Linked DNA regions of Mus musculus: regions 1 and 2 are each linked to region 3. Evidence: chromatin contacts called from public HiChIP or PLAC-seq data. All regions are on one chromosome and are shown on one strand. The core of a region is the stretch at or near the end of the contact, and the rest is flanking DNA. Distances in the headings are between cores, read along the strand shown. Region 1 overlaps Gm38505 (predicted gene, 38505). Region 2 has its middle 68 kb from the start of Gm52623. Region 3 overlaps Sox2ot (SOX2 overlapping transcript (non-protein coding)).

Region 1 (3,426 bases), core at 534-3,033, 340 kb before region 3:
TGAATAAATAGTTTTTTTCTGGAGGAGATGTCAGCCCAAGTCTTTTGGTGACAACTCTGCATTATTACAGCTATGCACACAGATAATAATCATAAGAACGTCCTTCCTGTGTACATTCAGAACTCTCTCAGCGGCAGAGGAAACTAAATCAGAACAAATCTTCAGGCAGAGGCAGCTTTCACCTGTATTTTTTTTCAAGCTGAGAGCACTCCTTAATTACGAGGGTTTTTTTTTTTTTTAAACACCATTCTCAATTGGTAACATATGTTGCTGTCAGCGAGTATTTAGCACCTGCAGAAAACAGCAAGAAACGCACGACAGCGCGCATAGGTGGAACACCCACTGTGCGGCTGTGAACACTGTCAACAAATTGTACTTTGTTAATTTTTTTCTTATTAAAAAAAAATCCAAGAAAAAGACTTGGGAGTGCAGGTGTTCTGAGCACTGAGGCAGAGGAAGGAAGGCGAAGTTAGTACAGCCTTGGCCATGGGAGCTGGAATTGGCTCTCCATGCTTGAAGCATTCCCTGTCTCCTGCTTCTCTCTACCTATTTTTGGGTAGACAAGAAAACCCTCTATACGCACTGGCTCTGGCTGGTTTGGCTGGCCTGTGAGGCATTTGCCATCAGAGTCAGTATCTGTTGATCAGCTGCCGGAGCTTGGAATCAGCTCCTGGTGTCATGACCTCTACACAGGATGTGCTTGGAGAGAGCGGGTCCTTGTGAACCCAGCAATTCATTGTTATTAATTTGAGGGCTTTCCGTTTTGTTTGGGTTGGAGTCAGGTTCTCATGTAGCCCAGGCCAGCCTTTCATTGGCTGTTTTGAGATTGACCCTGAACCCCCCACATCTTGCTGCTGCTTATCCCAAGTGTTTGGAAGACAGGTGTGCGCTACCCTGGCTAGCATCTTATTTTCCGATTGATCAGATGTGGTTGTGGTAGGGAGGTGGTCCTGCACCTGTTCCTTCTACTGTGCTATCCTAAAGTGCAGGCTTGTCTTCAGCTCTGCGATTGCCCTTACGTCCCAGCTCCATTTTCTTAGCTGACAGCATTCCACATGGCACCGTGTATTTTGCAGACAGAACATATTAGCTGGGTTGGTACTGATTGGTGCCCCTACTGTGGGCCTCTCTGGTTCTTTTAGCTGTGAAAGGGGACTTTCCTGTTGTTTCCCAGGTCCTCCCATCACTGATAACTTTGTCTCTTCATTCTTATAAGCCCGTTCATGCAACAGGAGTGGGTGATAGTTTGTGTTTGAAGAGAAACCCTCTCCCCACCCTGTCAAGATAAACTTACCATATTGAGAATGAACACTGAGCCAGACATGATAGTGATATCTGCATCTAACCTGGCAAGATGACTTGACTCCAAGAGTTGATCACCACTGTTTTAAATCCAACACAGAGCTGACAGGGCGGCTCTAAATATCAAGTGAAAAAAAGGCAGTGTGTGAGGTTCTGTTTTGTAACATTTTAGCAGTCTTATTTTTTGTCTCTTCTCTCCTCTCACTCTGATGATAGGCACTGGAGACCTTACAACTACTAATATGCAAATTATACAAAGAAACCCACAAGGCATAGCATCCCAACACCACAGACTAGGGAGGCTCAAACCAAGCCAGGTCTGTGTTGTGGCCTCACATGCTGGCAGAGGCTCTTCATTCAATGGTGGCTCTGGCTGCCCCATGTGGGGAACAAGCGTCTGCACTTCTCACAGCTGAGAGAAGACCCTGGAAATGACACATTTTACACCTCTCAGCCGAGCATCAGAGCTCGAAAGCACTTCACTCCCGTCCCTCTGGGACAGAGAATCTGTTTGCAGTAATCACTGGCAGTGTTGACAGAATGTTCGAAACCATCTGCTCAAGGGCAAGTGTTAACTCTATCACGTCCTAATATTTTAAGCCCACTGATCCCCGGGCCCAGGAGACCTCCTGATGGAACTCTCTTTGGGCTGCGTGTCAGCCTGCTGTCAGTTATTATCCCACCGCAGCAAGGCCTGATGCACCAGCCAAGGCTCAGCGAGGAGAGGCCTGTGATGAGAAGTGTCGCATCTGGCTGTGCCAGGCAGGTCCTGTCAGCTGCAATACAGCCGTGGCCGTCTGAGGCTTGCAAGAGTGCTTCTGCAATATATATGCTTCTACCTTTAAGCTCATTTCTATATACAGGCTTCTTCCCTTGTTGGTAGAAGGCATGCATTATTAATATGGGTTTGTATCCATGTGTGCATTTCCGCTATGCGCACATAAGTACTTACAGATGTGCCTATAGTCGTAGGTCACCAGACTGCCAGAACTACTTCATAAAACATAGAATTCAGCACACAGGTTTTCTGGGGCATTACTCTCACATTATGCTAGCCAGTGATAAGTTGTTTAATTATTTGCACTATTCACTTATTTTATATGTATCACTGGCACAGTTGACATGTGATATCTGAGAATTAAAAGCTTATAGAACAATTAGGGGGAGACACACAATCTACAGTAAAAACATTAGAAAGCCCAATGGGCTAAAGACTTTGTGTTTCCCGAGGAATCCATTTGGCACTTCCTGTATCCCAGCCACTGGGAATGAAGCCTGCTGAGGGACCCCTCCCTGAGAGTGTCTCAGGCTCTCATCAGTGAGGCAGATGCTATTGGCCAGAGTGGCTCCTGGAGCACTGAAGGAGCTCCCGAGGTGAAACCCAGCACTGAGGAGCAAGTTCTCAGCTACAAGAGCCCAGATTTTATATGATGCTTCAGGTTTTCATTTTTGTTTTTGTTTTTATTTTTGTGGGAGACATCCTCTGCCTGTTTCCGTGCTGGGCCTTTCTAGGTGTGTGGCAGGTAAAGCGTGAGCAGAGACTGGCTACAGACTCTGCCCTAGCACTGTACTAATAGGCTTATGCCCCAGATATAACTGAGAGTAACCGAGTCAGTCCATAGTCACTGGGGCGGGTGCCACATCACACCAAATACTCATAACACATCTTCTTACTACCAAACTCTGTCAGGTCCCTTATATAGATCCCACTGTTATTATAATCCCCACAGAGTAAAGATACTAAGGCTTAGAAATGTAAAGGCTTGGTCAAAGCCACAAAGCTAGGGAAGTGTGTGAGCTTGGGCCACAACTTACACAAAGGACTCAAAGCTCATTCATACAGCTAGGCTGACTCAGTGCCAAAAGAGCACTCACCCAGTTCTTGCAGGTCACAGAGCAGAGCAGTGGGACTGTGTGTCTTCGACTAGACCGCCCCCCGCGGGATGGTCCCTTCTCACTTACTGGTCAGGCATTTATTATGCCCAAGTCCTGTGCTACCGGAAGGAATGTGGAAAGTCAGCTTGGGGTACAGAGCAGTTCTGCATCCTTCACATATGCATGGTTTTGTGGAAAGTGGAAGAATGTGAAAGCACACCATCTGATGAACATGCACAACTAGCAACT
Region 2 (3,390 bases), core at 296-2,795, 470 kb before region 3:
CGGGAGCTGTGGACCGGGTGTTGAAGTTACCGTGGCTCTGTGGACTCAGTCGTCTCCAGTGGGGCCGAAGTTGGACGTCTCGCTGTCCAGGAGACTGAGCGGTCTGAGCAGGGAAAGTTTGGAGCTCCGCGTGATTGGAAAGAATGAAGGTGTGAGGATTCTGCCAACTTTTTCCTTTCTCTGCGTGTGCTGGGATCTTGTGGGGACTGCTTCAAGAGAACCCGCAGATGTGAGTTTCCCGACGACTAACACTTACTTCCCTCTTCTTTTTGCCTGCTAGATTTCTTCTCACCAACCCCTCTTCACCCGTCGGAGCCAGAAGGATGTGTGGATAGACGGCTTAAGAACAGTAAGTAACGTGAGCTGTTTTCTTCCATCCCTGTTCAGGATTCGTTGCAACAGAGCTGAGGTTTGCTTGTTGGAGGCGTTTGGGATAAGCACGCACTCCTTGAAGGGAAGGGAGCTTCCTGCCACGTTTGCGTTGTTTGATGTGAATTCTGGTTGACTTAGCTGGTTTTTACTGGTGACAATCAACGTTCTCAGTGCTGCTTCCTCTTGTGATCTGTGATGCTGAGCTTTGTGTGGCATGGAACATACGCGTGCTAGTGTAGTAGTTTAAGATACCCTGTGAGTATCACAGGCACTAGCTCTGGGGTTGCTTCTGTGAGCTAAGCACCCCTTGTACATTTCCCTTTTAAGTTCCAGTCATCATGATTTCTCTCCATTTATGCATGAGGTAAAATTGTAGCAAAAATTATGTGAACATATTTTCTCACAATAAACATCAGAGAGAGAGAGAGAGAGAGAGAGAGAGAGAGAGAGAGGAGTTGTTTTGCTACTTAAAAGTCAAACCATTTTAAAGGTGACTTAAGCAAAATGTCTTGTCATTTAAACATTTCAATGAACCATAATACAAATAACAAAGGTAGTTTCCTGTTTGAGAAAGGGAAAAGTGCATTTTTAACGTCCCAGAAGTCAGACAGATCAGTTACCTGAAACCTTATACTTTGGATTAGAGCCCATGCCACAGGTAATCTTAAAAAGGCAAACGGAACATTGGCACTTGTAAGTAGCCACAGTGTTATTTTAAGTTTGAGAGGTAGCTCAGCCAGAATGGCATAAATGAGCACAGCCAGCTCTCCTGTCTCAGGGTGGCATGAAAAGTGTTTATACTGAAGACCACATTTCAAAGGTGAGGCGCAGAACCCCACAGAGGCAGCCTTCCTGCTCCCAGAGCCAAGAGCAAAACAACCCAGTGAGATCAGGGGCTTTAAGGACTGTTTAACTCTTTAGACTCTTGGCTGAAGGTTTGTTGTTGTTATTGTCTAATAGAGAGATGCAATGCACAATACAGGACTCAGGTGGTCTCACACGAGTCTTGATGAGGGACAAGCCATGTCCCTCTGACGGTTTGTCACATGGAATCTGAATTCCCAGAGGATTGCCTCAGACAGGTCTGTTTTCCACACTCTGGCTGTTCCTTTTTGCCAACTTCCTGAAGCCACATCTCCAAGCCTCGAGGTTTTGAGTCATTGCTGCCTCCTAACGCCTGACTTTGAAACAGCATGCCTGGCCAGCTGCCGTGAAGGTGGCACTGGGGTACTGGTTTGTGCTGGTATTGCAGTTTCAAAGGGCTTTACCTCTGATTATAACAGTTCCTGGATAGTAGACTGAAACCTGAGGGACGGGGCTGGGCACAGGAGGAAGAGCAAGTCAGTTAGCGTGTAGTAACCTATCGGTGAGGTGGTGTGGTACTCTATGTGCTGACCCACATCAGTATCTGGGAACGATGCCTTACAGTGTTGACCCCCATCATTGCTGACCCTCGGCATCGATAATGTGTGCTGTTAGCTGGTCTCGTGTACAATCAATATCTTATTTTTCATAACTTTTCTTGAGGGTTATCAGAGTGCTTCTGCTGAAATGGACATACTTTATGTTAGGTGAAGTGTCTCTGCAAAGAAGGTATTAGAAATGTGTAATCAGACCAGAAAGCCCATGGGGCCTAACGGTTCAGCCCGTGGATGCTTAGCTGCCTGCTTAAAGTTTTGAGAACCTCTGATGGCTCTTGGTGGTAAAGCCGTGAGAATTTCTGCTTCCCTCTGGTTTAGACAGTGTTGTATAAGATTGCTGTCCGTGTGCTGGGGACCTGGAGAGCTGGTTAATCCCTGAGTAGTGACTGGGTCACCAGGATCATTGCATTTCTGGCTTGCAAGCCCCCTATTCTTTGACATAACAACTGATATACTACATATTTTATTCTTTGTAAAGCCAAAGCAACCGCCGATCAGCTAATTCCAGGGATCTTAGGAATCTAAGATCTGTGGGGTATCTTCAAAAGTTACAGGAATAGAGGGTGAGATTTCTGAGAGGTGCTGGTGAGTCTGAGACTTTTTTGAGGGTTTTGGTGTCCTGCCTTCTTGTTAGGGCTGCTTGGAGACTTTTGTTAAGAGTCAAGGCTGTTTTCCATCACAGAGGCCACCAAACTTCCAGTGTTCTCGAGGGGCTTGGAGAACCTGAGAGGAGGCGGAGGTTCAAGCTGGACTTTACCTCCCCTGGCATGGAAGGGTCTGTGCCCTGAGGTTCTGATGGTCCCTAGGCCGCCCTACCAGGGGGTGCTTGCTTTCTGTTTTCAGGGTACAGAAAAGGGGCTGGCTGGTCTTAACTCTAGGCTCTGTGAGTGCTGCTCTGGGCTGTTCACTGTCATGTTGGTAGAATCTCACTCTCTCTAGCTGTCACATGGGATGCCTTTGAGAAGATGTGGGAGGTGCCCTCTCTTTGTAAGCATGATGATTGGTCCACTCACCTTACATGGTGATGAGCAATGGGCTTCCTTAGACAATAACATCACTATAAACCCAGAGGCATCCAGGTTCTGTGGGCAGCGAGAACAAAGCACACGCATATTTTGATCAACACTAAGATTGGTCCAGTGACCCATGACCCTGGAGGGAAGAGTACCAACTTCCACCATGCACTAAAACTGTAGTGGGAAGATGGGTGACCCAATACAGGACATACATTCTCTTGTAGCCCCACCTCTGCATGGGTTTTGATGTAGCCGCTGTAAATAATTAGGTCTAAGACTCAGGGACAAAGGAACCACACATATAAAAAGGTCACATACTAATTATTTTTTGAGTCAAGCTCCTTTAGACTCAATATTTATTGCAGCAGAAACAAAAGTGGAAAACCCCACCATCTCACACAGTAAGTACGTCACCCATGATGCTGCTCACCCTCACAGATCTAGAGTCACGGTCTCACAGAGGGGAAAGCAAGATCAGAGGGAGTCAGTACTGATGTCTGTTCATACAGGCATCGTGAGAGTGTAGGCCTGTGCTCTTCTCATGCCTAAGCATCTTTTGGGGTAACACAGATGTCTGGTGC
Region 3 (3,782 bases), core at 649-3,148:
TTTTGTTCTGGTGTGATTTTAAAAAAAAAAAAAAAAAAAAACGGAATTAGTATTGCAGGGTCTTGGAATATACTTGTCTCAGACAGTTTGGCAAGGGACTTGAGCCATTATTTCTCAAATGCCTGGGAAAAGCTGAGAGTACCCAGAGACCCTCTCACAAGAAAGACCACTCATGGAAGGAAGGTGTCCCCGCTGCTAGAAAGATAGCCTCATCACCCTTGTCCCCAAAGGCCCAGTTCTAAAGGCATCCACCGCTGCTTCTGCTGTGGTCACAAGACCGCGGACGCTAGGGTCTTCTGAGTGGCAAGTCCCAGCCTTTGGAATTCGGGTCAGAGGAGAGAGACTCGCAGCCTGTGGAGGTTTTGTTTTTGTGTGTGCCCGCCTCTCCATTTTAGTCAACTAATACTGCCTGTCGGGGAAAAGGAACAATTCGCTCCCACCCACCCCTCCGCGCCTTTCTAAGATAAACAGGAGGTGCGAAACGCTTCTGAGCACACGCGCCCCGGGGCCCTCCTCCCACTCTGTGCGCCAACCGAGCATCTGTCCCCGCGTCCCCGAACCAGACCTGGGTGACAACTGCCGGTATTTCAAAACCGTCCCACTGACCGTCAACCATATTTACAATCCCCCACCCCCCAAATCGAGTCACTTCTCTGCCCACTCTCTCCTTTTCTGAGAACTTAAAAGAAGTGGAAAACGTTGAGGAATTGAGAGTGGACTTTCAAAAACGAATCTTTGCCCACCGAAACACGCACTCGCACTTTTTAAAAAGTAGTATTTCAGCACAAGGAGGACATTTGGAAACTTTCTCTTAACAGGAGTCGGGCACATTGCTATTCTTGTGTGTTGGTCGTCTGGCCTCCCCACCCGCGGCGGACAATACCCGCATTGAGACGCGGTGGCCTGCGGGCAGCGGGAAGCTTGGGACTGCGCAGCCTCCTCCAAGGGGCCCGCAGCTACGGGAGCACTAGGATGGGAGCCGGGGCGGGGAGGTCGGTCGCCGGAAGGACAGCCATTAGAAGTATCATTTTTGCCTAAAGCCTTATACTACGCCTCGCTTTGAGGACTTAGATACAGGGTTGTATAAAGACTTAGAGAGTAGGAAGACCGACTCAACTGAGGACGAGTTTCGCATTTTGTTTCATTTTAATTGTCACCCCACCCCCCCGCACGCACGATTTTATTTAGACACTGAATTTTGCACCCCAGGCGGTCCAACCCCACAGACTTCACTCCTAGGCACCTCGTCTTTTGTTAATATCTCAACCTCGGGCTCTGACGCTAAGCAGGCTTCCGCCTTGGTGCCAATTTTTGTCTCACCCGAGCCCTGGTACACTGCAATCTCGCGCTGGGAGTACGGCACCGCAGAGGGCGGGGGGAGCCCAGGTCAGAGACTCGGGAACATTCTTTTCTAAGCTCGATTGTTTTCTCCCTCAGAGCACACCAGCACCCAGGGCCTTTGCAGAAGAACCTCGAGGTCAGCAGAGGCCCTCGGAAGGGCGCCACAGTGGCTGAAGCTGGCGTCTTAGGGTTTAAAACGTGCACCCCGCCGAGTGTTGGGACCACGTGCTGCGCCTTCGAAAGGTGACGGCGGCCCCGCTGCAGTCCCGGGCGGCGGGAGATGGCGCAGGGAACGCCGCAGCCCCCGGTGGCGGCAGGGGCGGGTGCTGTGTGGCAGAACTGGCCTCGGCGCTGAGTGCAGAGAATTATCTGGAGCGTGCTTGATCTGGGGCTGCGTAGTCAGCGTAGTCAGCTTCTGCTTTATTTGTTTGTTTGTAATCTCATATTTAGCAAGCCAGGACGGTGGCAGCGAGGGAGAAAGGAAGGGATGGAGGAGGGGGCTTCGCGCTAACCACACCCCTTCCTAATGAGTTAATTTCCATATTTGCGTCTCCCGCTTCTAGCGCCCTCTCTTTCCGGGCGCCTCCGTGCAGTTGCGTCTTGCGCAGCTCAGACACTCTCCACTTAGGAATGAAACAAAAAAGCCCCGGGTAAGAGCAGAAAATTGGTCTATTGATAACATTCGCTCCGAGTGTTGATCTTGGCATTGCGGGCAGCCGGTTAGTCTCCACCCCACTCCCCAAATGGGTCACACAGGGATTGCAGAGGGCTTGCGGACTTACTAGCTGACTGCAGACAGACGTTGACGTCCCTCCCGCCTCCAACTGTCCGACCCTCGCATCGTCTTTTCTCACAACTTCACATTTTTTTGTCCCTCAGGGTAAAAACAGTGGAAACCTAGCCAACGCAGAAAAGGAGGGGAAATAATCTCAAACAAATGAATCAAAAGCGAAAGTTTCAAACTAGAGTCGGACTGGGGCAGGGGCGGGGGGAGATAAAGTTTTGTACTAGAAAAGGAGTGCTGGTCGAAGCTGGAAACAGGCTCTAGGGTGGACACCTGTGGGAATAGATTAAGGAAAGCTACGAACTGGTATTGCCATCCAACAAAAAGTTGTGGCAAAGACAGTGAAAGGAGTTTTGGAGACACAGGAACTCAAAGGCAAGCCACGAATCAGGACTTCTATCTCGGTTGTCTCTGCTTGGATGAAGGCTCTGTTCAAAAAAGTCCATGCAAGAAACAGACCTTCCCAGTTGCTCACCGCCCCTGTCCCTCCCCACCTTGGTGGCTTCAACTCCTCTCTGGCTGCAGTGTCTAAACAGCTCTCTGGTCAAAATAAACTGTCCCAAGAAACTTTCCAAACTGGGGAGCAACTTAGGCAGTTAGGCAGGGAGCTTTAATCAAGATTTGTAGCTCTGCGAGGGGCAGCGACAGCAAACATCCCGCAGGTGTACGCCGTAACTCCACCATCCGGACTCCAATGTAGATTACTCTGGCCGCGTTTGATCGGCTCTTTGAAAGCCTTTAACAATTGCCTGTGACGAACGACCGGGCTCAGTGTTTTCTGAATAATGCCTTGAGCGTAAGTCCTCGGGGTCTTTAAAGAGCTCCAGTTTGAGAGTGCTAGAGGGTGTGTGTGTGTGTGTGTGTGTGCTGTTTTCGGTTTTGCTTTGAAGGAGAAAGGGGGGGAACTAGTTCGGTTTAGCTTGTACCTCGTCAACTTTTAGCTGCTAACAGGTATCACTCAAGTCAGTCAAACGCTTGATCCCTGTCACCTTTGCTTGCTGTCTTCCAGAAGCTGTGTATGGCATATTGTCTGTGTCAAGAACATTGCTTTTCCTTTTAATAATGCATTGTGTATATGTGTATGTACATATTGTATTGTGTTGTGTTAATGAAATGACACAGTTACTAATTTTCTGTCTTGTCAGTTACAACTGCACTTCCTGCTCTGTTGAGGTAGTTAGAACAAACACTATTATTATTACCACTTTAATACTGTCCTAGTATCTTCGCTGCTCTTTCTAAACTGTATCTATTCAGTAAGAGTTGGATTCGAACGTCAACGTTTTCCAAAGTAAAACCCGTAGTTTGCCACAACCCCTTCCAACACCTAGGCACCAAAACCCAACACCAAATTTTTTTTTAAAAGGAGCTGCTTCCAAACCTGTCTTGTTTGCCTACCGTGTTTACATAAGGGGAGGGAGGCAAACTTTTGTCTGAAACTTACACTAAGCAGAACTTCCATTTCTTAGAGTGTCAACAGTTGCAGGGCTTATCACACCAGTGTGAGGGGCACACATCTGAATTGAAGGCCCACTCCTGCCACTTCAGAGCACGAAGGGCTACCTGTGAATGACTGTTAAGTTTGCCTACTGGAAAAGTTTTTTTCTGTACTAAATCACACTGAAAGATGGGCAACGCCACTGTTTATTATCCAATT

Evidence for each region. HiChIP or PLAC-seq counts read pairs in DNA pulled down with a chosen protein or histone mark.
Region 1: an H3K4me3 HiChIP or PLAC-seq map of embryonic basal ganglia shows a contact between it and region 3, with 2.7 times the contacts expected there. The contact joins two enhancer-like sites. A contact is called at or near these places in 7 of 115 datasets of contacts at active chromatin or transcription factors (embryonic basal ganglia, embryonic forebrain, embryonic hindbrain and 4 more).
Region 2: a contact with region 3 is called in an H3K27ac HiChIP or PLAC-seq map of oligodendrocyte precursor cells, with 5 times the contacts expected there. The contact joins two enhancer-like sites. A contact is called at or near these places in 10 of 115 datasets of contacts at active chromatin or transcription factors (SST interneurons, astrocytes, differentiating embryonic stem cells and 6 more).

What each region holds. Positions count from the first base shown.
Region 1 is chr3:34,320,943-34,324,368 of GRCm38.p6, forward strand. Gm38505 (predicted gene, 38505) reads right to left here. Exons shown (of 5, transcript NR_166363.1): 4 at 1,295-1,418. Among named protein-coding and RNA genes, the nearest start is that of Gm38505, 29 kb to the right of the region's middle. Within about 2 kb of position 1,784, at least 20 of the 459 cell types and tissues checked have an H3K27ac peak or open chromatin away from gene starts, as enhancers often do. A contact at or near this core is called in embryonic basal ganglia, where this site is marked.
Region 2 is chr3:34,196,881-34,200,270 of GRCm38.p6, forward strand. No RefSeq gene overlaps it. Among named protein-coding and RNA genes, the nearest start is that of Gm52623, 68 kb to the right of the region's middle. Within about 2 kb of position 1,546, at least 32 of the 459 cell types and tissues checked have an H3K27ac peak or open chromatin away from gene starts, as enhancers often do. A contact at or near this core is called in SST interneurons and oligodendrocyte precursor cells, where this site is marked.
Region 3 is chr3:34,662,528-34,666,309 of GRCm38.p6, forward strand. All of the region lies in intron 4 of Sox2ot (SOX2 overlapping transcript (non-protein coding)), which reads left to right. Among named protein-coding and RNA genes, the nearest start is that of Sox2, 14 kb to the left of the region's middle. Within about 2 kb of position 1,899, at least 82 of the 459 cell types and tissues checked have an H3K27ac peak or open chromatin away from gene starts, as enhancers often do. A contact at or near this core is called in SST interneurons, embryonic basal ganglia and oligodendrocyte precursor cells, where this site is marked.